Regions from separate parts of the Mus musculus genome. Here regions 2, 3 and 4 are each linked to region 1. A link is a contact called in public HiChIP or PLAC-seq and promoter capture Hi-C data. All regions are on one chromosome and are shown on one strand. The core of a region is the stretch at or near the end of the contact, and the rest is flanking DNA. Distances in the headings are between cores, read along the strand shown. Region 1 holds the start of Stx16 (syntaxin 16). Region 2 has its middle 29 kb from the start of Ankrd60. Region 3 overlaps Rab22a (RAB22A, member RAS oncogene family). Region 4 overlaps Vapb (vesicle-associated membrane protein, associated protein B and C).

Region 1 (5,604 bases), core at 1,191-3,690:
GCGTAGGAGGGAGATCAGGTTCTAGCCAGAAGTAAACAAGCCCCTGCTTTGCAGGGGGGTTGGGGGGAGGCCGATGTGTGCTCTCGAGAATGGAGGAGAACAGGCCCACAGCTCTAATCCAATGTTCCTGCGGGAGACCGGCTCGGCGGTTGTTTACTAACGCCGTAAGCACAAAAAGGAGAAGGAGGAGGAGGAGGAGGAGGAGGAGGAGGAGGAGGAGGAGGAGTGGGCTTTGCCACGTGACTGGGGTCAGCTCTCACCAGCAGGGTGGGCTGCCGGAACTCTTCCCTCACTGCACAAATATCCCCTGGGGTCTGCACACAGGGTTCCTCTTATTTCCCTCCACGAAATTAACCCGGGGCCTGTGGTTTTGGAGCAGCAGAGTGCTTGGTTCTATGGCCCCAGCGGGGTCTGGGCTGTTTGTCACCTTCCGAGCAGCCCCCGCTGATCGTCAACCGCTGCGGGGGGAGTGGGCGCCCCTGTCTTTAAGGAGCTCGGCATCGGAATCATCTCTTCTCTATCAGCTCGCACCGCTGCTCTCCGGGCCTCGATTCCTCCATGCATTCATTGTGTTATGTGTCTCAAAGATACTTTTCATACGGATACTGTTGCACACAAGCACAGGAGCACCCGCTCTTAAAAGCAAAAGCACCCGGGGCTCAAGAGCCTGACCCTACGCGCGGCTCCCACGCCTGCCTCCTGGCACCCGGGAGAGGCAGGGGACCCTCAAGTCAGGCCAAACTGTTCCCAATCTGATCCCAAAGCTGAGAGCAAGATTGAGGGCAAGACACCCCATAAAGTCGCTCTGCAGATATTGGTCTGTCATCCAGGCTTGCCGGTGACCCCAGCCTCCGGAGCTGCTGTTCACTGAGTGCGGCAGCTGCAGCCCTGGGGGGCCCTGGGAGACGCCCCCACCCCCCAAGCCAGGGTAGCAACGAGTGGGATGCATGGTTCCAGAGACTGGGAGGCGACCAGAAACCCCAGCTCGAGGAAACGTGGGCATAACCTCAACACAAAGTACTTTTTGGGGGAGTGGGGCTGAGGGGTTGTCTCTAAGTTTAGGAACCTTTCCCACTTGGGCACAACATTGTAGTGCCCAAGTGTAGATGCCTGACCACTCTTTATTGCCCACAGTAAGGCCAGCAAGGCCTAGCGCCCAAGCTTTTTTTATTATTATTTTTTTCTTTTTTCCCTGGCCTGGTTGTTTTTCGGATACTTTTTTTTTTCTCACAGTTTAAAGAAAAAAAATAAAAAAATAAAAAGGTAAGGCCATCTCAGCAGCGCCAGGCGCCTGCAGTGGAGCGTGCCTGGCCTGCAGAGGCAGACTTCTTCCACTTTTCCTCCGCCCCCGCGCAGGACTAGGCTCTGCAAGAGCCACGTTTCCACATTTCTGCCTGCCTGACAATCCTACTAGAAGTTTACAATTGCCTGGACCCCAGTGGTGGTCTTCGGCTCCAGGGCCAAGGTTTTGAAGCCGTTTTTTGGGGCCAGGACGCCTGCCCCAGAGTCTGTACACTCTTAGGAAAAGGGGAAGAAGGCGCCCCGGGAACTGTCCCAGAGAGGGCGGAGCACTCCCATCCCGGGGCAGGGCAATAAGGGAGCTCCCGCTCCCGGAACGTTGCAAGCAATCTCATGAATGTCGCAGGGGGGCACCCGCGAGGAACGGACAGGAAGAGGGCCGGGGGAATGCTAGAGCCCGGGACCACTGCACGGAAGCGGCCTTGGGCAGGGTTGCAGCCTGATCCCGGGATGGAGGGTGCCGGTGAAGAGGAGTGAGGAGGCTGGGGGAGGCAGGCCGTGAGGTCCTCGTGGAGGCCCGCAGCCTCCTGGCAGTGGAGAAGCAGGCCGCACAGGAAAGAGAGGGGTCAGGTCGGGCTGAGCCTCAGTAGGCTCAGGCGACTATATGGGAGCTGTAGACGCTCCTTTGTCGTTGTGGGCTCGGCCTGTTTGGAGCAGGCCTTTTGTGAGGAGAGTTAACCCAAACTCGGAGTTAGAGCCACATGCCGGGCACGCAGGCGCTCTGAGTTAGGGTTAGGGCGCCAGCACCTTTGGGGAGGTCTTAGGAAGTGAGTGGGTAGGGGTCTCTCCCATCCCCGAGCCGGATTGGCGCGTCAGGCGCTTGTGGATCCGAGCTGGGATTGGGGAGGGGTCTCCAGGACGTTTGATTTCGACGCTAGGATTGGGGGGATTCGAGTGCTTTGAGATCCGAGCCAGCCTTGGGGTAGGGGGAGTCAGGCAGTTGGAAAAGGCGAGGTGGTTATTTGGGGAGGGGTCTCCGCGCTTAGGCGGATTGCAAAATCGCGCCGTGAAAAGCCTAAGGCTTTGTCAAGAGAGATTTCTGTGCAAGAGTGGAATCAGCTAGGCCAGACCAAGAGAGAAAGTGAACAAATCAGGACTACAAGGGGGGGTGGGAGACCCTGAGAGGGGGGGTCACAAAGGGGGAGACAATGGCCACCAGGCGTTTAACCGACGCTTTCTTGTTGTTGCGGAATAATTCCATCCAAACCCGGCAGCTGTTAGCCGAGCAAGTGAGTAGTCACACCACCTCCAGCCCTCTGCATTCACGTAGCATTGCTGCGGTGAGTCTTCCTGGCGGCCTCTCCAGACACACACACCGTGTGCACTGCGGCTCTGCCTGTCTGTCTGTCTCTTGTCTGTCTCTCTGTCTAAAAAGAAAAAAAAAAAAGAAAAAAAGAACAACAACAATAACAAGGCGACGACGACTAGGAGTGTGATACAGAAGGAAGTGGAGCACGGCCATGGCTTATGGGGCACTTGCAACCCCCAATGGGGACCACAGTATCAACCCCTGCCCTGCCTTCTCACTTCCTGGGCCTCCTGGTCCTCCTCCCCCACCATCCGTCGGGCAGCCTCGATTTACATATGTTTTAACACGAGGACTTGGAACCTAGGCCTTTCTCCAACCTTCTTTTTGTTTTGTTCTGTTCTGTTTGGCACTCCCCCCCCCCCCCCCTGCAATGGCCTCACTTTGGTTCTGTGGGCCAGGTGGGTGGTTAGCTGACTCAAATCCTTGCAGACCCCCCCCCCCCAGGAAGGAGTGTGTGTGTGTGTGTGTGTGTGTGTGTGTGTGTGTGTGGTCTGCTCAGCTCAGCTCATTTTCTTTCCCACTATTTTTCTTCCAATGGCCCTAGTTCTCGGTGTGGCCATGTACACTAGGAGTAATTGCTTTGCTGCCCCCCCCCCCCGCCCTCCCCCCTCCGAGGACTCATGTTGGTGAGATTGCAAGGTGCTAGGCGCTTCATTTTCCATTTCCCACACAGGAAATTAAGCTTCTCCATTCGAACTTTTTTTTAAAAAAACAAAACAAAACAAAAAAAGGAACCAACATGATGCGGATGTGAAAATTAATCCCCCAAAATAGCACATGGCTTTTGATTTTATTGACCAGAACTTCACTTCGCCTAGCAGTGTAGGGTTTTGTTATTGTTGTTGTTCTTTTTCAAAGCAATGTTCCAGTATGATTGCTGTATTTGGTTTGTTTTTGATGGAGGCTTTGGCTTCCAGAGCCTCAGTTTCCTGCTCTCTCAGATAGGGGGCGGGTCTGAATGGTGCAGCCAGATGAATATTGTTAGCTTTGTAATAATACCTTTAATTGAAAAGGGAAGGTTTGAATGGAAGCAGCCTTGAAACATGGGGGAATGCACGGTCACCCCACGACCTTAGGGGCTGCATTTGAAACATAGTTCGTGAAACGCTGCAGCTTTCCCGCCTTTTAAACAGTTGCCTTTTAATTTTTTCCTTTTATCATTTATGGAAGTGCTAATGAAAAACTAAGCTGTGTATCGTGATTGTCACTGTCTTGCCAGGACAGTTGTCCCTGTTTAGGTCACGGTGGAAAATATGTTTGACCATATTATTCACAGAAAAGGGATTTTTTATTCTGTGCAAGCAGTTTTAAGGATAAAAGGATGCAGGATGTTAACTTCGGTCCCAAGGCATAGAAAACTAGCTCGGAGTGTGTTGGGGCTTTTGTTTACATTTACATTTGAAGGATGTTTTACATTTTTAGACTGAAAGAAATAATATTACATAGAAATAAGTAGGAAACAAATCTTAGCATGGAAATGTGTTCATTCTAATGTGGTTTTTGAAAAGAGTCTCCAGAAATAAACCGGAGAAATAGTGAATGAATATAATCTGTGGGCCTTCAGTTATGTTAAATAAAGGTCTCCTGTTCTTTATGACTTAATTTTATGCTACCTCATGGGGGAAAACAAACAAAACAAAACAGAGCCAAACCCACGCTAAAGCTTCCAGGGTCTCTGTTTAAATTGATGAAAAAGATACTGTTTGGTTTTTAAATTTTAATTCTGTAAAGTTCTAAGTAGCTTTAATCTTTAGATTACCTGAGAGAAAAAATTTGACCCTTAATTCAGAGAGTTTAAAACACAGTATCTTGGACCGGCACCTTTTCAAAAACACGTTGCTGTGTCCAATTACTTTTTAAATATTTTTCTAAATTAGACAATTTGAACATATCTGTTTGTGTATCTATCTATCTATATATGGAATAAAATAATTTAAAATGTTTAAAATAATATGTGGTTTGGAAAAGCAGGCAATGTTAAGAAATATACAGCTATATTTAACAAATTCAGACAGTTTTTTTGAAAGTGATTTATAAGTACAGCTAAAATTCATGTTGAAGTCAAGAACATTAAAAATATTTTCATATGTCACACTACTGAAAATACTGGATGCTTTTATTAGCCGGTGCTTCTGGAATTTTTCTTAGATAACTAAAAAGGACTCAAGTCCGTGGAAATACCTGTGTGTTCAGTTTAGATTGCCTCCCCCCACCAAAAAAAAAAAACAAAAAAACAAAAAACAAAACAAAAAAACCCCAGCTTTTTTTCAGTCCAACAAAAATAGTCTACCTAAATTACAATTTAAAAAACAAAAGTGCATTTTCATATTTCTGCATTTTTCTCTGTGTTTCCGACTGTTAATTTTCAATTTCTTCATAAGGTTTTTCCACAAACTATTTCTGCACACAAAATAATCAAGAATATCAAGATATTAACAGGATAGAGATTACAGTTTTTAATAATTCTTTTGGAAGTCAAAAAAGCATTATAAATATTTTGTAAAAAGAAAAGATATGCTTAAGACAATTTTTGAAAACTACAACATCATGCATACAGTGCTTCTAGCTCAGAACAAATTTGAGAACCACATTTTTGTCTTGCAGATTTCAAAATCATGTAGTAAATCAAAAGTTTATTGATCAGCTTTGAATATGGACAAGATATTAGAAATTGTAATTAGATTTGTTAATTGTACTAGATATCTTGAAATGCTTAATACTAAAGGAGCGCTCACTTTATATATTCTGCTTTCAAAGGTAAAGGGAGCGGGAAAGCTGAGCTCCTGACTGAGCTCCAGAGGTGCAGCTTACCCCAGGGACTTTAGCCACATTACTTTCCTATTTTCTTTTTTCCAGCAGATTTTTCAGCTTGGAAAAATTGCAAATAAAAACTTAAAAGTATAAACTTGTCTTAGTCACCTAAGACAAAAGAGACAATTTGTAGATGCATATTTAAACTTAGATAATTAAAAAGGAAGTAACCAAGCCAGAGAATT
Region 2 (5,604 bases), core at 2,788-5,287, 470 kb before region 1:
CGAGCAGACACCACTGAACCTCACACTGGAGATGAAGTCAGCCAGCTTTCTTACATACCCAACTTACCCAATGACACAGAAGATCATACAAAAATGAAGTCCTTATCTTCTTACCAAAACCATGCCATGTCAAAGGAAACTCCAGAGCCACAGATCTGACTGGAGAAGTAACAAGAATGTAAGAGGGCGAAGGGGCCACAGACTTACACAAAACCTCTCTGAAGACTGCTTCTCGAATCCCAGTGAGGTGGGAAAGAGCAGTGGGCGCGGTGGAGAAGCAAGGCACTCGCCTGACTCTCACTACACCTAAACCAACATCACAGGGTTTGGGGCCTGAGCTTCCTGCTGTGACAGAGCCAGAGAATGTCATGTCTACCACAGTCCTGTCAAAGAAACAGAGGCTAACATGAGGCCTGAAGGAAACACTAGGCAGTGCCAAGATGGAAGACATTCTACCAAGGAACTGGCCTACACTGTGTCAAGACCTCCCAGGTTACAAGATCTAAAGATTCAGAAAGTGTTTAAGGTCAGGACACTGGAGACAGGAGGACTCAGGGCCAAGAGAGACTTCAACGCTCTTGTATTGCGTAATGTCAAATGATCTTGTCTCCAAGTCAGTCTCAAATGGCTCATATGTGTGTGTATAGACACACACACACATATGTGCACATGTACACACATGCTTTACACACATATGTATACATGCATGTGTGTGTGTGTGTGAACAGAGAAGAAAGGATGACACAAACCAAAGTGACAGGCTCCTAGAGAAGGGGGAGGGAGAACACAGCTTCCATTCTTCTAACTCTCCTGTAAGCTCAATCAAAAGCTACCTCCTGTTGGGCCTGGTGAGGTACACCTTTAATCCCATCAGTTTGAGGGGCAGAGGCAGGCAGATCTCTGTGAGGTCAAGATCAGAGTGGTCTACAAAGTGAGTTCCAGGACAGCCAGCATTCTGTTATGCAGAGAAACCCCGTCTCGAAAAAGGAAAAAAAAGAAAAAAAAAAAAGCTATCTCCAAATGTTTAGAAAGAATATCTCAAAATAAGTAAACAAGAAAAAGTAGAAGGAAGGAAGAAAGGGAGGGGGAGAGAGTGGGAGGGAGGGAGGGAGGGAGGGAAGCATTTTCTCTCCAAGCTCCATCTTTCTCAGGGACACAGCACTGCTAGAGTACAGTAAAGAATTCTGGGTGGGTAATATAGCCATCTTCTGTTGAGAATTTGTACACAGACAAGCAAAGCGGGACACACACACACAGAGAGAAATCTAATTGGGGTGAGGGAAGGGTAATCCAAGCCCAGAACACAAATAAGGAAAAGGCCTCTCTCTGCCTTCAAGCTCTGAGGACACAGACTTCTGATGTAACGCTGAGCAGAGTTGTTCAGTGACAGCCACAATAAATGAGGATGTGAGACCTCTGTATCCAGGGTAACGGGCAACTAAAGAGCTCCCTGTATCTCTTTCCACTCCTCTCGACCACCACACCCACATGACCTTATTACTACACCATATAAGACAAATCCAGAGTCATTAGAAGGCAGCACACAGTGACGAGACATGACATCCCAGCAGCCCTGGGAACCACATGTGTGGAATGGCGATCTTCACTGAGTTGCTTGGAGCCAACTATTCTTTACAGCCCATAACCACAGCATTCTTCTTAAATAAATGCACAAATAAAAATGAGCTCAAAATAGGGATGACGACAAAAAATGAGGAAGCCTTACTGTGAAAACGTGTTGAGAGAAAACCAGGCTTCTGACAATTAGTTATAATCGCAGAATGCTAATGGCCTCCCTGCAAGCAAGAGGAATTATAATTGGTCTCCAGTGGCCTGTTTATCCTGTCTAGATATAATTACAAGATACAGCTCTCGCCGTTTTTACCAATCCATTCATCCGACAACTAACATTTATTCAGCACGGGCTCTGGGCTTGGCCTGTGCTGGGTGCTGATGGCACAAGGCCACAGTGACCCCAGGTCAGAGCTTGCCACTTCAAGGGACAGGTAAATGGGACTTTATAACTCAACTGCTAAGTGAAAGGAGATGGACATGCAGCAGCCTGTGATGACAGAGAGGAGAGTGTCACTAACAGTGATCGGGTGTCGGGAAAGATGTGAACAAAGCACTGTGAGTACACAGGTGATCTACCAAGAACTGAGCCCTGGTCTCCACAGGAAGGCTGCGTGGTCTAACTGGTACTGCAGGCGAGGTAACGGTCCCCGTCATACAGGCACCTAAGCTGCTGGCATCACAATTGACTGATTACGATTCCCAACGAGAATGAAAACTGAGGAGAAGACAGATGTGTGTGTTTTCCATGTGACAAGTCCTTTCCCGCAGAGCAGCCTCCTTCTGAGTTGGCATGTGCTGATGTGTATACAGATGTCCCAATATCCAAACACAGGGCACACAGAACCCAGAGAGCCGCTTCCATCATCTGTAAGCCAAGGGCTTCCTGAGTATTTACCACAGCGTTTTGGGGTATTACCCACAGAACCAGACAACATTCTGTTTGGGGAGCTCCACAACACATACGTGGGCCTGTACTCCTCAAATAAAAGCACCTCATGCTACACACACCTCCACTTCCCAGCTGAGAAGATGGCAGCCCCCAAGCTCTTGGTGTTCAGGACCCCCCTAACTTCCAGGCTCCAGGAAAAGAACTGAACCAAAGCACAGCTGGGGCAAAGAGCACAATACCTCCTTCTCCTGTGGGGTCCATGGAAAGGTAAGCAAGCCCTCCAGACACAAGAGAGCAGAGCTAAGCGGTGCATAGTAGGGCTTCAGAGTCACAAGCCAGAAAGCAGTTTCTTCTGCAAATGCCCTCGCTGTGGGATCGGACTGTCTACTCCACGGGAGGCTTGCTTTATATTCCAAATGGCTGAGGGCTGGGACAGACATTGCTGATAAGAATGGAGTATTTGGAGACAAAATAAAGTGAATCCTGCAGCAATGCTTTCGGCTCTGGTGCCCTCGGCACTGCCAGTCTTTAGGGATAAGGTGTTTGAGTGCCAGCTGTGACCTTGGAAACCCGTTGGACAGAGTTCTAAATGAAAACGGAGATCTACTTGGCAAAGTTCACTGCTCAACTGCCAAACACCCCGACTAAATGCTATTATCCAGGTTCATTTTGCAAAGTAAATTAAATTTCTTTTAGAGAAACTTGAAATTTATAAAAGAACCCTGGAGAATTTGAATTTTAATAATCAATTATTCCTCAGACTGATTCATCTTATAAACATATGGAATATGCAAAAAATTAAATTAGTTTAAAAATCTAGACCTTTAACGCATAGTTGAAAAAACACTTTTATATAAATGAAGAATAATTGCCAAATGTTCTGACACTGCAATATAATTTTTTAGCTACATGGCGTATAATGCTTTTGCACTTTGGGGAAGGAGATAATTCCTTCCTCTCACGTCATTCCTCTCTGAACAAGAGACCAGCTCTCTGCTCACCCTGTGCTCATCACCCAGGCCTAGGATTTTAAAACCATTTATGCAAAATTATTTCCTAAAAGGCTGGACCAATCCTGCAGCTCTGAGCCATAATTCGAGGAAGGGGTCAAGCACACAAGCCTCATCTGTACAGGGCAGTGAAGGGGCAGCTGCCAAAGGAAATGAGATGGCTCATGATGGTCCCTGAACACAGAGAACAAGCAAGGCCGGGCTGGGGCACTGGGTAAGTACAGCAGAAGCCAGCACGCTCACCACCTACCAAGGAAGAAGGAGGAAGGAGGAAGCCCTGGCTGCCTATACAGTCCCTTAATAGTGGTATGCAGCCTGCTACCACTGGATGCTACATGGAAAACCAAGCTGGCAGGGCCCCTGAGCACACACCTCTGCCCCTCCAAGTGTGCTGCCACCCCACCCATCAGGGACTGCTTACTGCTCACACCCCTCCTGGTCTAACATGTTTATATAACACATTAGATATAGCAAAGGGTTTTTTTTTACTAAGTACTGTGTAACACATTACCTCATACACCATCGTGGGCCCCACGCCTCTAGACTGAGCTTTACTGTAAGACTGGGCATCCCGCCCAGCAGCAGTGTCAACAGTGTAAGTGGCTGGTGACTGGCACTCACTTGGCTGAGACTCCTCCAGCCCTGGTACTCCAAGAATGAGCATGTCTAAAGACAGGATCAAGGTTACCCATGAAACTTTCCTGAATAAACTCTGACCATCTAACTCAGAGAATGGTGCATGCCTGAAGTTCAACTCCTGTGAGAATTCAAGTCCTGAATTAGCCACCAGCTGTGCAAGCCACTCCCAAGGAAGACTTACGCTCATGGCCTCCTTCCTGCATTCATCATCACGGCTGGGAGCAGACCGCTCCAGCAGAGCAGGACATACTTAGCCTTCAATGTCACACTGGGAAATGAGACCTTGCTCCAGAAGGGCCAGTAGCGCTTCCTGGCTGGGTTTTCTGACCTGGAGGGAAAATGGTGGAAGGTGAAACAGGAGATGGGGTAGATGCCTTCTCAGGATGGAGGCAGGCCTCCCACCGCACTCTCCATATTCCTCTGGGTCTGCCCTTTAACCACCCCCCCCTCTTGCCTGAGGGAGCCCCAGCCTCTTGGTGCAACCATTCCTCCCGTATGTACATTTTTGTGTATTTTTCATAATTGTCATGTGACTTGCAGAGGGTGACAATGGAGGGTTGTACCATGTCTGAGGTGCCCGCTGTCCTCAGCGCACCATCAGCACAGGCAGCGGGTGACAGGACATTTATTCTCTTGGGGCTTGGTGAATGGACACACGTCTGGCCCACTGGGCCAGGTGTCAGAGTGAGAGACAGCTTCTGCTGCTGTACAAGCCTGGGCCTCACCACAGCGGCGCGTACTGCAGACACGCGATGCTTCGCACCCAAGGCCACTATGGATCAGCATCAGGTGCAAAGGCACCAGTGGCAGCTAGAGACGAAAGCACCTAAAATTCCCATTTTTATAGAGAACAGTTCACTGTCAGGAGAGGAAGGCAAGAAAATTGTAACGGGTCCCAGAAGTGAACAGACCTTGTCACGGATGGTCACTCCATAGCAGGGCACAAGAGGGCAAGGCCCAAGGCTGTGGCCACAAAGGCTACTCGACACTAGGACTGCCTGGTCTGCCAACAGCCAAGCCAGAGGAGACAGGAAAGCCATCGGGAAGGGTAGCAAGCAGGGCCAGTCTGCAGGACTCTGACCTCTCCTGTCCCCTTGTATTCTGCACCCCCAGCCTGCCCCAGTGGCAGCCCCTGGAGGTCGCTGCTTCTCAACTATGTTCTCCCTGGGGCCATGTGGCAGATCCGGGAACACAGAAGACAGAACACACAGCAAACATGTGCACAAACACTCAGCTGTCTGAGGCCCAGGGGATAGCAATGGGGGATGAGAGGGCACAGGCTGATGGTGACACTGGAGGTTTCCTGACTCCAGCTCAAGGGTCTACATCTCCAGCCCCATGGTTCATTGCCTGAGCTTCAGTCTTGTCACCTGTGAGACTGGACACTAATACAGAAGTCCCAGATAGTGTTGGGATGGCTCTGGATAAAGCCACAAGGTGGAAGCAACAATGGTCAAAAGTGTGTTAAGGTGGGTGTGGGAGGTTGGGGGG
Region 3 (5,604 bases), core at 965-3,464, 400 kb before region 1:
CTCTCACTTGGAAGGGTGGATACTCTGGCTTGGACAGTTCCTTATTTGCTTCTTCTAGCACTTTAAAATGCACTGCTCACTTGGAAGGGCCCTGATATCTGTGTTTCTGCTGAACAGTTCACCCTGCCTGTGTCTTCTGTATAGGGAATGTCTGTCTTTAGTCTCTGACTGCTTTGGGAGCCCACTCTTTACCTCTTGTTTGGCCAGTTTATCTTGACACACAAAATATAAAATACCCTCTGGGTTCATCAACTTTCTTGGACCTGAAGTTTGACTTTTACAAAATGTGGACATTACTTACAGTGATTTTAGAAGTTTTGTTTGTTTGTTTTGTTCCTGCCCCATTTTTTTTGTCTCGTGTGTGATATGGGAGTTCTGTGTGTGCAACGTGCTCAGTAAGCCAAGGAGGCTCCGGACGTCTCCTTTTCTCATCTCTTTACTTTTCCTCTAAGGCTTATACAATTTCCACTTATTTGTCTTCAATGCATTTGGTCCTTTGGTCTGCTGTCTCCAAGATTCCAGTCACCACATCATATCTAGTACCTTTTAATTTTTTTTTAAATACCTTTACTTATTTTTGTGTGGGGAGTGCCTATGCCACAGCACATATATGGAGGTCAGAGGACAATTTAAAGTTTCTGTGTGGGTCCTGCAGAGAAAACCAAATTTTTAGGCTTGCCGGCCAGCATCTTTACCCAGGAAGCCTTTTCACTAAGCCCTCTTCTGTTTTGTTGTTGCTTGGTTAGTTTGGTTTTTTGTTTTGTTTTGTTTTGTTGTTTTTGTTTTGTTTTTGAAGCAGACTTGAGGTTTATTAAATATTATTAAGTACATTATTAAAACATAGGTGTAAACACAGCATTAAGAGTGAATATTGGACATGTAAAAGGAGGATGGTACTGCACACCGCAGAACAGCCACCAGCCTCTCTGCAGAGCAGCAACTCCATGTCTTAGTTGCTCTTTATGTGAATTTGGTAGCTTTTGAAGTCACATCTACTTACACTATTCAAAGATGTAAAAGATGGGGTAGAAATGTTCACTTATTCCTGCTATTGGCTGCAAGACTTGAAAGTGGTTTACAGAATGTATGGCACAGGTTCCCAGGCCTTTAGATAAAAACATAGTCAAAGGGAGCTTTGTTATGCTTAGGTCACAATCCAAAACCTATTTTGACTGTAAACACAGTTTATAATCTTGCTAAAGAGCTCTTCCAGCAGCAGATGTGAGGGGCTCCTCTTAACTTCTTCCCATCTTTCTGCTCAGACTCAATTTTTCTTTTTGAGACTTAGATCATCCCTTTGAAGGTTTGTTCTTATTTTTTAGACATGGTCAAACTCTATAACCCAGGTTGACTTACTACTCACTATGTAGTCCAGGCTTGCCTCAGACATGCAGTGATTCCCCCTGCCCCAGCTTCCCAGCTACTAGAATTATATGTGTGAACCACCACACCCACTTTGCAGTCCCTTAATCCTACATTTTCTGAATCTTCCTGTTGAATAGGGATGAAGACCCTGTTCTCCAAGTGTGAAAATCCAGTCTAACAGCTCTAATGGGGACAAAGTCCAGGCTTGGAGACTGAAGGGTTATCACATGATTGAGGTCTAAAAGGAGGATATCATTACTCAGTATATAGCACACATACAAGCATTGCTAAGCCTGGTCATAAGAGTAGCACCAGAAACATGCATATGTGTGCTTCAGCATGTGAAAACCAGGGGTCAACATCCAAGTTTTCTTCAATGTCTTTCCACCTTATCTTCTGAAACAAAGTCTCCCTTGGACCGTGAAGCTCAGCAGTCTTGGTAGACTGGCTGGCCAGTGCGCTTAGTCCTCTCCTCAGTGCTGGGTTGCTGGGTTACAGACATGGCCTACCACACAGTTTTCTACAAGGTGCTATGTATTCACACTCAGTTCCTCAGGATCACACTCACTCCATCATCAGTTTAGTGGCAAAAATGAACTGGAAATGTACATGAGGAAGATTTCTAGGACTGGAAAATGTTGTGACTATATTATTTTGGGTGATAGTTACATGAGACTATGAAGTTTTAAAATTCATTGGCCTGAAAATATTATACTACATTTTATTGTACATCAACTCCACCTGTTCTCATTTCATTTACTGCTGTGATAAACCACTCTGACTGAAAACAACTTGGGGAAGAAAGAGTTTCAGCTACATCGGATGACAGCTCATCACTGAGGGACAGGAGCCATGGGGGAGGGGAGCGTTACTGACTGCCTCACCCTCTCTCTGCCTTGTTCACAGGCTCATGCTCAGAGTTTCAGTTTTGTTTTCATTTTTTTTAAGATTGTTTATTTTTAGTGCGTGTGTGTGTGTGCATGTATCTTTCTGTGGGGTATGCCTATGGAGACCAGAAAAAGGTATCCCAGCCCCTGGAGCTAAAGTTACACTTGTTGGGAATATTAGGAACTGAGCTAGGGTGCTGTGAAAGAACAAGAGATGGAAAAGGAAAAAAAAAAGAAAGAAATGTAAATAAAGAAAAAAAAAAAAGAGAGATGGTTGTCAACAGCTGAGCATGTTTTCAGCCCCTCTGCAGTGTTCTCACACCCCAGCTCTAACTGCCTAAGGATGATGGGATGGCTTATATATATATAATATATATATGTATATTATATATATATATATATTCACTCAAGACCTCACTCTCACTTAGACTTTTCTGTGCTGTGTCAAGTTTATACCCAAGGCTAACCAAGACTATACCTCAATAGATTACAGTTTTTGTAAAGCTCCATCTTTATAGGGACAGAAAATGGCATTTTTTTTCTGTCTCTATAACAAAATTGCTGAGATAATTAATTTACAAAAGGCAAGGGTGGTTCTTTTAGCTTATCGTTTTGGAGGCTGCACTGGATGCTCAGTTGACCCTCTTGTGTGTTGCTTCTGTCCTGTGCAGCACAGCATCCTGAGAGAGTGCAGCAGGGTAGGCTCCGGGACCTCATGGCTAAACAGTAAATGAAAAGTGAGGGACCCTCAACCCCTTTTTACCTGTCAAAAGGTTCAGTGCACATCCCAGTGAGGTCATACTGGTGCCAAAGCTTTAAATACATGAACCTCTGGGAAACACCTGGGAAGTTATTCCTCACTTTCACAAGATGGTTGAGGTAAAGGAAGGTCAGTTGACTCATCTCATGGCACATGGCATCAAAATTAATCAGCCAAGCTGGGAAACTCCCTTGAAGGTTTGCTTCTCACCCTGTGTGCAGCGATTGTCTCCTTCAGTCTTGCCCAGCAACTGTACTTCCAGGGTTCTGTCCTACAGAGAGCTCCCTAGACTGTTAGCATTCTGTCTAAACTCCACCCCCATAGTTACCTGGCAACAGCCAGGTAGGCCTGACCCACACTATAAAGGGGACTGCTTGCTGTGTCTCTTCCCCCATCTCTTGTTCCTTTCTTGCTCTTTTGGGCTCTTGCTCCCTTCCTCCCCCCCCCCCCCTTCCCCCTTCTCTCTCCACATGCTCTCTGCCTTTCTCTGACTCTACTACCCTCTTAACTCCCCTCCCAATGCCCTGAATAAACTCTTATTCTATACTATACTGGCGTGTGACTGGTTCCTCAGGGGGAATGGATGCCTTAGCATGGGCCTGCTGAGGCCTCCCCTTACCCCACGTCTGACTACACCCCCAGAGAATATATCCCCTCTCTCTTTATCTTTTTATAAACACATCATTAACACTGTTAATTATTGTATAAAGTGCAGTGAAACAGCTTGAAAATACAGATCGATGCCCCTCCTTAGAATTGGGAACAAAACACCCATGGAAGGAGTTACAGAAACAAAGTTTGGAGCTGAGACGAAAGGATGGACCATCTAGAGACTGCCATATCCAGGGATCCACCCCATAATCAGCTTCCAAACGCTGACACCATTGCATACACTAGCAAGATTTTATCGAAAGGACCCAGATGTAGCTGTCTCTTGTGAGACTATGCCGGGGCCTAGCAAACACAGAAGTGGATGCTCACAGTCAGCTATTGGATGGATCACAGGGCTCCCAATGGAGGAGCTAGAGAAAGTACCCAAGGAGCTAAAGGGATCTGCAACCCTATAGGTGGAACAACATTATGAACTAACCAGTACCCCGGAGCTCTTGACTCTAGCTGCATATGTATCAAAAGATGGCCTAGTCGGCCATCACTGGAAAGATAGGCCCATTGGACACGCAAACTGTATATGCCCCAGTAAAGGGGAACGCCAGGGCCAAAAAAAAATGGGAATGAGTGGGTAGGGAAGTGGGGGGGGGGGTATGGGGGACTTTTGGGATAGCGTTGGAAATGAAATTGAGGAAAATATATAATAAAAAATATTAATAAAAAAGAAAAGAAAAAAAATTTGAGAAAGAATGATACCATGGAAGAGTACATGAAAGTTGGGGGAAATAATGTAACTACTTTATTTTATAAATAAAAGCAAATATGTTTTTAAAAAAAAAAAAAGTCATTGGCAGTCAGCACAATTTTGAAGTGCAGGAAACTCTGTTTAACCTCCCTCCCTCTAAGCCCCACGGCCACTTATTCCTCTTTGTTCTCCCCTTCCCTTGCATTCTAAGTTCCGAGTTCTTTTTCCCAATTCACCATCAGAGATAATAAAAATTAATTTAGAGAATTAAAAAGAAAATACAGATCGTACTCTTTCAGGTGAGGTAGTGTGGTGTGGAGTGAAAGCATCGGTGTGGAGGATCACAGAAGAGGAAAGCAGGTTCTGAGCGTCTGCTATGCTCATATAAACTTGTGATGCTTCTGAAGAAACTGATAAACTGAAGCATATCAGTTGTTTATTACCTGTTCCGTAGCCAGAGGACTGCATTACAATTTGGAAACAGCTGAAATACCATCATGGCATGTGTGCCCAAGCACCTGAAAAGCTGCCTCAGACAAGCTGAGACCATGCCCGCCCTTTGACCAGTCACAGCCAACTGCCCCTTTCTTCCACCTCCACCTATCAGGCTTTATCCATCTTTGTCCAGGATCCTGGATGTTTGTGCTTACCTGAACTTAGGTATTTCACATGGTGGAGTTCAGCCCTGGAACTAGACTTACAGGTGGTTGGGAGCTGAACCTGGGTCCGCTGTAAGAGAAACCAGTACTCCTAACTGCTAAGCCATCTCCCCAGCCCATCTTTGCTCTCAAAGTGCTTAATATTCCCCAGTTGCTATCCTTGTGTCTCCTGCCCTATAATGCCCGTCATATAGATCCTGGGCCATTAAGGGCCAAGAAATGAGTTGAGTGAGTGAGTGTGTGCATGAGTGAATGAGTGAGTACGTGCATGAGTGGGTGCGTGCATGCGTGTGTGCCCCTTGTAAGCGCATCAGCCGGCATCCTGTCTTCCTTCTGTCAGAGTGGCCACTCCCAGCTGTGATCTTTTTGTTTTGTTTTGTGTTTTTTGGGTTTTTTTATTTATTTATTTTTTTCTGAGACAGGGTTTCTCTGTGTAGCCCTGGCTGTCCTGGAACTCACTCTGTAGACCATGCTGGTCTCGAACTCAGAAATCCACCTTCCTGTGCCTCCCAAGTGCTGGGATTAAGGGCGTGCAGCTCCTAGCTCTGACTTTTGAAGCAGTGCACATGGTTGAGTTCC
Region 4 (5,604 bases), core at 1,506-4,005, 320 kb before region 1:
CCCTCCTCTTCCAGCCTTGGGGTCCTCTGCCTGGTCCTCCTCTTCTAGTCTTGGAGTCCTTGCCTGGCCCTTCTCTTCTAGTCTTGGGGTCCTCTGCCTGGCCCTCCTCTTCCAGCCTTGGGGTCCTCTGCCTGGCCCTCCTCTTCCAGCCTTTGGGTCCTCTACCTGGCCCTCTTCCAGCCTTGGGGTCCTCTGCCTGGCCCTCTTCCAGCTTTGGAGTCCTCTGCCTGGCCCTTCTCTTTCAGCCTTGGGTCCTCTGCCTGGCCCTCTTCCAGCCTTGGGGTCCTCTGCCTGGCCCTCCTCTTCCAACCTTGCTAAGCTGCTCTACTGCTCCTGGAACTTTTCTAAGTGCAAACCACCAGTGTGAGCAAGAGGCAGAATCATGTGATTTGTTGTTTCCATTGTAGTAAAACAAATATAGGCCTTGCAGTCAGGTAGGAGAAGCAGCAGGGCTTGATATTCAGTAAAAACAGACTGGTGGGATAAACATAAACAGCAGATTGGACTTTAGAAGGCCCGCGTCTCCTAATTCTAATATATTTTCCTATGTATAAAAGCTATTGTATTCAGACCTCAAGGACTGTATTTATTGTCCTGGCAATCTCCATCAAAGGTCTTTGCTTTTGCCCAAAGGCTCTCTGCAGGGTTGAAGTGAATGTGGCCGCTTATTGTTTGTAGGGTCATGGAGAGGGAAGGGTTTATGGGAGAGGAAACTGATGCAGCCTTTTGTGCAGTATGGAGCTGCAGCCAAGCTAATAACTTAAGCCCCTGTGTGGAAGGCTGAGACCCGGATTATTGCATGTCAGGGTGGTGTGTAACTTGTGTGGTAGTACATGCGGTGTGAATTTCAAAGGCTCAAAAACACACCAGGAGATAAATTACACAGGAAGGATGCATATTTATAAGCTAGGATTTCATGAGCTCTAGAAGAGGAAGAGAGACCAAACAGAGGGTCAGCCACTCTTCCCTGTGCACCTGCGCCTGTGTGCATTTGAAACAGAATCCACTGGACACGTGGATCCAGCATGCCCCGTGCTCCTCTTATAAAATACAGCTTTTCTATAGACGGTGGTGGCTTGTGGAGATTGTGCAGAAAAAGAAGCCCCCAACAAAGCAGCTGCCCACTGAAGCTCATTGTCTACCCTGGGGTCTGCCGATGGCTGGCAGGTGCTCACTGTCAGCCCAGGACCTTTTGCCCTCTCTGTAGTTGTGCCCTTTCCAGAACACTGCATGGTGGCATGGTGACTGTCACTTAAAATATGAGTTTGAGTTCCTGCCATGCCTTTCTGTGGATGCTGCTGCTGCTGCTGCTGCTGCTGCTGCTGCTGCTGCTTCTGCTGCTGCTGCTTCTTCTTCTTCTTCTTCTTCTTCTTCTTCTTCTTCTTCTTCTTCTTCTTCTTCTCCTTCTCCTTCTCCTTCTCCTTCTCCTTCTCCTTCTCCTTCTCCTTCTCCTTCTCCTTCTCCTCCTCCTCCTCCTCCTCCTCCTCCTCCTTCTTCTATTATTATTAATATTATTATTATTAATATTAATATTACTACTACTATTATCTACATCTAGATGTTCCATAGTTTATTGTATTCTCCTTCTGAAGGACTTTGTTTTGCCTCTGTGGTGGACATCGTTCTGGTGAGGCTGTTAACCCTTCATTTACAGTGTGGGAATGAAGAGAGAATGCCAGAAAGAATGCACCCAGCTGGGCTGAGGGTACAGCGCAGAGTTAGAGGCTGGTCTAGCGTGTGCGAGCCCCTCAGTTCAAGTTTGAATAGAATCACAAAAAGAAAAGGAAAAAATACTTGACTGTCCCTCAAAGTGGCTGCATAGACCATGTTCCACAGCACCAATGTAAGTCTGGTGGCCTTGTGTGTGCCCCACATTTGGTGCTCAGCGTTGGACTTTAGCCACACAAAGAAGAAGTGGTGACACTTTGTTGTGATTTCACCTTGTTTAGTGCGATGCCTGAAGCTCTTTTGTCTGTTTTTAAACCAGGTGGCATTTTCCTTGCTGTTGTTCAGGAGTTCTCCATATGTTCAGCAGATGACCCGTTATTGGGTGTATCTTTCACACCAGCCCTTCTGGTCTGTGGCTCTTGTCCCTCCGTCCTGTGGGCAATATTCCTCAGCAGGGCAGATGTTTCTATTTTTATTTATTTGATTTTTTTCAGTGCTGGGGATGGGTTTCTGGGGTTTCTTGAGTGTTAGGCACCCCTTCTTCAGAGCCCTGCCCAGCCCATAGGCTTTGAGTTCTGATGAAGTCCAGCTCATTACTGATTCTTCCTTGAATTCCACCTTGCTAGTTTCCCTAAGAAGTCACCTAAATCATTTAGATTCCCTTCCATGTTACCTTCAGGGAGTCTTACTTAGGATTGATTGATTTATTCATTGTGAAACAGGGTGTCACTATGTAGCCTTGGGTGGCTGGAACTTGCTGTGTAGACCAGACTGGACTTGAACTCACTCACAGAGATCTACTTGCCTCTACCTCCTGAGAGCTGGGAAAGAAGAGGTAGCCATCATGCCCAGACAAGGCAATCTTTACTTTCTAATAGGATTGAATTGCTGTGTTAAAAATGAAAAATGCTCTCTTTTCCTCTTCCATCATGTAGTCTTACCACTTATTAGGCAGAGTCTTAAAACAGACTTAATTCTGCAGATGAGAAAGGCCCAGGCTGAGCCCCAAGCCCCTGGACTTCTCACTGTGGCCTGTGTAGTTGCTGAATGTGAACATCGCTGTCTTGGGAAGTTGGTGTTTGGAGTCCCCAGCAGGAGGAGTTCCATGTTAATGATGCTCTCTGGGCAACAGTCACCAAAAGTGTTCAGTCCGTGGGAAGCTGGGGAAACACTCAGGTATTACCTGGATATTTCTTGATTGGTAAATTTATTTAGTCTTCTTATTTTGTTTTGTTCTGTTTGAGACAGGATCTTACTCTGTAGCCTGGAATTTCCTGGTGTGCATTGTGTGGCTCAGGCTGACCTTGAACTCACAGTCCTTCTACTTCAGCCTCTGGGATTACACATGCGGGTACTGGTTCCTGGCTTGAATCTCATTGTCTCTGGAGAGAACTTCAGCACCTGGAGCCTCCTCCCTTGAACTTTAAGATAGTGCTTTAAGTCTGAGCTTTTGTCCTGTGACCTGCAACTCAAGACCCGTCCTCCCCGTCGCCTTTTATAAATACACGTGTTTCTTTGTGTCTGTGATCTTTGCTTTCTTCGTCAGGTGGAATTCAGTCCTTTCTTAAGTAATTTAAAGAAGACAGGCAAGCGGCAGGGCCTGGGAGGCTGCGGGTGGTTTATGGCCTGCTTTCCTGGATCTGATCCCCCGAGAACAAGTGGGGTTCATGTTCTAGTAGTCAGTGCTGGGTTATGAGCATCCTATCGTCCTTAGTAAGTGCTTGCAGGTGCACACAGCTGTAACAAGGGGAAGGAGGAATCCATCCAGCCTGTTCCATAGGAGAAGAGAATGTTCACACACATCGGGAATCTACTCCAGGTTGGGGTTGCTGCTCTGTGCTCATTCTTGCTGGGAGATGTGGAGTTTCTAATTTCACACAGATATCTGGACCAAGGGATAGAGGACATGGAAGAAAGTAATTAAAGGATGAGATGTGCTCCCACTCTGGAGACACAAATCATTTTTTTCAATCTCTTAAAAGAAAAAAAAAACTTAACTTTTGAAGATTTCATTTGTAAAATTGACTGTATTTTATAAGCAATGTTTAAGTTCATTGGTGATAAATATGCATGTTTGTGGAATAAAATCCCATTTTTTACATAACGCTTTAATGGAAATGGCAGTTTTATGAAATGAAAGTGACTAGGAAAAATCTGAATGATGCTCATAAGCCTTCCCATCATTTTTATTGAGGTTTTTGTGTGTTCTAATTCATTAGTGCAGGGGAAAGGCAAGCACTAACACGGTTTATCTCCTGTAATTACTCAAATCGAATCTATTTTCAATAAAATTCTTGAAGTAAATTGCCCAGAGTGGGGCGAAGAGGATTGGCCTGCTTTTGCAAAATGCCTTGATTTTTACCCATGAGACTTTGCTGCTCTCCCAGTCATGTCTGCACTGCATATATTTCCAGCACAGCTCCCTCCAGAGGTCTACAGATGAGCACCAGACCCAAGGCGGGGTGCTCGGGGACAAATGCCACTCACTGCTACCAATATTGCTTGTCTTTTAATAATTTAGGCCATCTTTTATGTGATTCATGTAAATTGAAATACCATTTATATTGCCACATAATAGGCAGACCTGGGTAACTTGCCACAGCGTGCTCAGTCAGTGGAATCTAGCTTATGTTTATAGAATCCCAGAAGACGTTGGTGAAGCCTACAACTGGGCTCCCCACCCCAGCTTAATGGGGAGCCGAAGGAGAGACACTGGAAACTGTGGTGGGCATAGTAAGTGTTCTGTCTTCTCCATGGTGGGATGTCTGTATGCTGTGGTGGGTATGTTATATACCTGAACTAATAGTATGTCCGCACTTGAGGCTCAATGATCAGTCTGTATATTTTCCTATTTGTTTGTTTGTTTTTTGTAGACAGGGCTTATTTTTGTATTGTAGATTGGCTTAGAACTTGTCATGTACCAAAAGATGACATTCAACTTCTGATCTTCCTGCCTTCACCTTCCCAAATTCAGGATAATAGGCATGACACACTGTGCCCGGCCTTTTTTCCATAGGCCTATTGATGCTGGAGACGGGCCCTTTCATGAGTGACTCCCCCACCGCCCCGCCCCTGCCCCTAGAACTCCCTGAATACCCACATTTGCAGAGCAGGGTTTGCTGGTTTATGAAATTCATGCCTGTGAGTTGTACCCGTGCAGGCTTGTAGGGCTTACCACTGTCTTTGGCCCTAGAAAAGCAGAGCTGTTTTTAGCTCTCCTTTTTATAGCCTGTGCTTACTGAAGTGATCCCCACCTTAAGTAAAGGGGTATCAGCCTTCCTATCTTCCCATGAGTCAGCCTGCATGCAGTGCAGGTGGGATAGGGTAGAATTCCAGAGAGCTGCTATCCCACACACCCCTGGACTGTCTTAACACCTAGTGTCTCATTTCTCTCTGGAGGCCAAGAACTTGTTGCCTCCAGCATCCAGCTCCCCTTCCCTGTGGCTGTAAACCCTTTGGGCCAAGGCTAGCTGTCTCCCATGCTTTCCCAGTGGGGGGAGGGGTTGGTTTTCAGTGGAGTCAGTTCTGGATGTAGCTGCATTCCAGATCCTTCAGGAAGTCCTCTCTCCTGTCTTCAGCCTGGTTCCAAGAGGACCAGGGTCAGGGCTTCTTGAAAGATAGGTAGCAGGAGGAGACCTCTTCAGGTGTTTAGATGTCCATGGTGCTGTCCCTGATATGAGAAGAGCTTCTAGGTAAATGATTGTCAAATGCTAGCCATCTTGCCACATGTACTGCAGTGCATGCATGCATCCCTGCAGGCAGCGAAGTGCATCCCAGGGCAGTAGAGGAGGGGTTGATGGAATAGCAGGTACTATCACTGAGTTGCCACCTACCTTGGGTTCCTGTATGGACATGGCACCAGGCTTGCACTCTGAAGTTGCATGAGTATGAATGGTGACCACTGTGTGACAGAGCCAAGCTGAGTAGCCATGTTGG

Evidence for each region. Promoter capture Hi-C pulls out the DNA fragments that hold promoters and counts their contacts. HiChIP or PLAC-seq counts read pairs in DNA pulled down with a chosen protein or histone mark.
Region 2: an HNF4G HiChIP or PLAC-seq map of pancreatic cancer cells shows a contact between it and region 1. The contact joins the enhancer-like site here to the promoter of Stx16 in region 1. A contact is called at or near these places in 4 of 39 promoter capture datasets (cranial neural crest, embryonic stem cells, frontonasal cranial neural crest and 1 more), 11 of 484 Hi-C or Micro-C datasets (B cells, the G1E-ER4 cell line, brown adipocytes and 8 more), 22 of 115 datasets of contacts at active chromatin or transcription factors (the SCID.adh cell line, T-cell acute lymphoblastic leukemia, bone marrow-derived macrophages and 15 more) and 3 of 9 other capture datasets (adipose tissue, liver and macrophages).
Region 3: an H3K4me3 HiChIP or PLAC-seq map of bone marrow-derived macrophages shows a contact between it and region 1, with 4 times the contacts expected there. The contact joins the enhancer-like site here to the promoter of Stx16 in region 1. A contact is called at or near these places in 4 of 39 promoter capture datasets (cranial neural crest, embryonic stem cells, frontonasal cranial neural crest and 1 more), 26 of 484 Hi-C or Micro-C datasets (B cells, CD8 T cells, the G1E-ER4 cell line and 21 more), 23 of 115 datasets of contacts at active chromatin or transcription factors (the 230-238 cell line, the NIH/3T3 cell line, T-cell acute lymphoblastic leukemia and 18 more) and 2 of 9 other capture datasets (adipose tissue and liver).
Region 4: a contact with region 1 is called in a promoter capture Hi-C map of embryonic stem cells, with 2.5 times the contacts expected there. The contact joins the enhancer-like site here to the promoter of Stx16 in region 1. A contact is called at or near these places in 18 of 39 promoter capture datasets (the 3T3-L1 cell line, 3T3-L1-derived adipocytes, the C10 cell line and 13 more), 4 of 484 Hi-C or Micro-C datasets (the G1E-ER4 cell line, pre-B cells and uterus), 13 of 115 datasets of contacts at active chromatin or transcription factors (the NIH/3T3 cell line, astrocytes, craniofacial prominence and 10 more) and 2 of 9 other capture datasets (liver and pancreatic islet).

Annotation. Positions count from the first base shown.
Region 1 is chr2:174,074,611-174,080,214 of GRCm38.p6, forward strand. Stx16 (syntaxin 16) reads left to right here and starts at 2,441. Exons shown (of 9, transcript NM_172675.4): 1 at 2,441-2,579. The coding sequence starts at 2,448.
Region 2 is chr2:173,604,439-173,610,042 of GRCm38.p6, forward strand. It overlaps the pseudogene Ppp4r1l-ps. Among named protein-coding and RNA genes, the nearest start is that of Ankrd60, 29 kb to the left of the region's middle. Within about 2 kb of position 4,038, at least 40 of the 459 cell types and tissues checked have an H3K27ac peak or open chromatin away from gene starts, as enhancers often do. A contact at or near this core is called in neural stem cells and pancreatic cancer cells, where this site is marked.
Region 3 is chr2:173,677,162-173,682,765 of GRCm38.p6, forward strand. All of the region lies in intron 2 of Rab22a (RAB22A, member RAS oncogene family), which reads left to right. Among named protein-coding and RNA genes, the nearest start is that of Rab22a, 20 kb to the left of the region's middle. Within about 2 kb of position 2,215, at least 61 of the 459 cell types and tissues checked have an H3K27ac peak or open chromatin away from gene starts, as enhancers often do. A contact at or near this core is called in the 230-238 cell line, B cells, CD8 T cells and 4 more, where this site is marked.
Region 4 is chr2:173,754,881-173,760,484 of GRCm38.p6, forward strand. The region is part of intron 1 of Vapb (vesicle-associated membrane protein, associated protein B and C); the gene reads left to right. Among named protein-coding and RNA genes, the nearest start is that of Vapb, 20 kb to the left of the region's middle. Within about 2 kb of position 2,756, at least 5 of the 459 cell types and tissues checked have an H3K27ac peak or open chromatin away from gene starts, as enhancers often do. A contact at or near this core is called in embryonic stem cells, where this site is marked.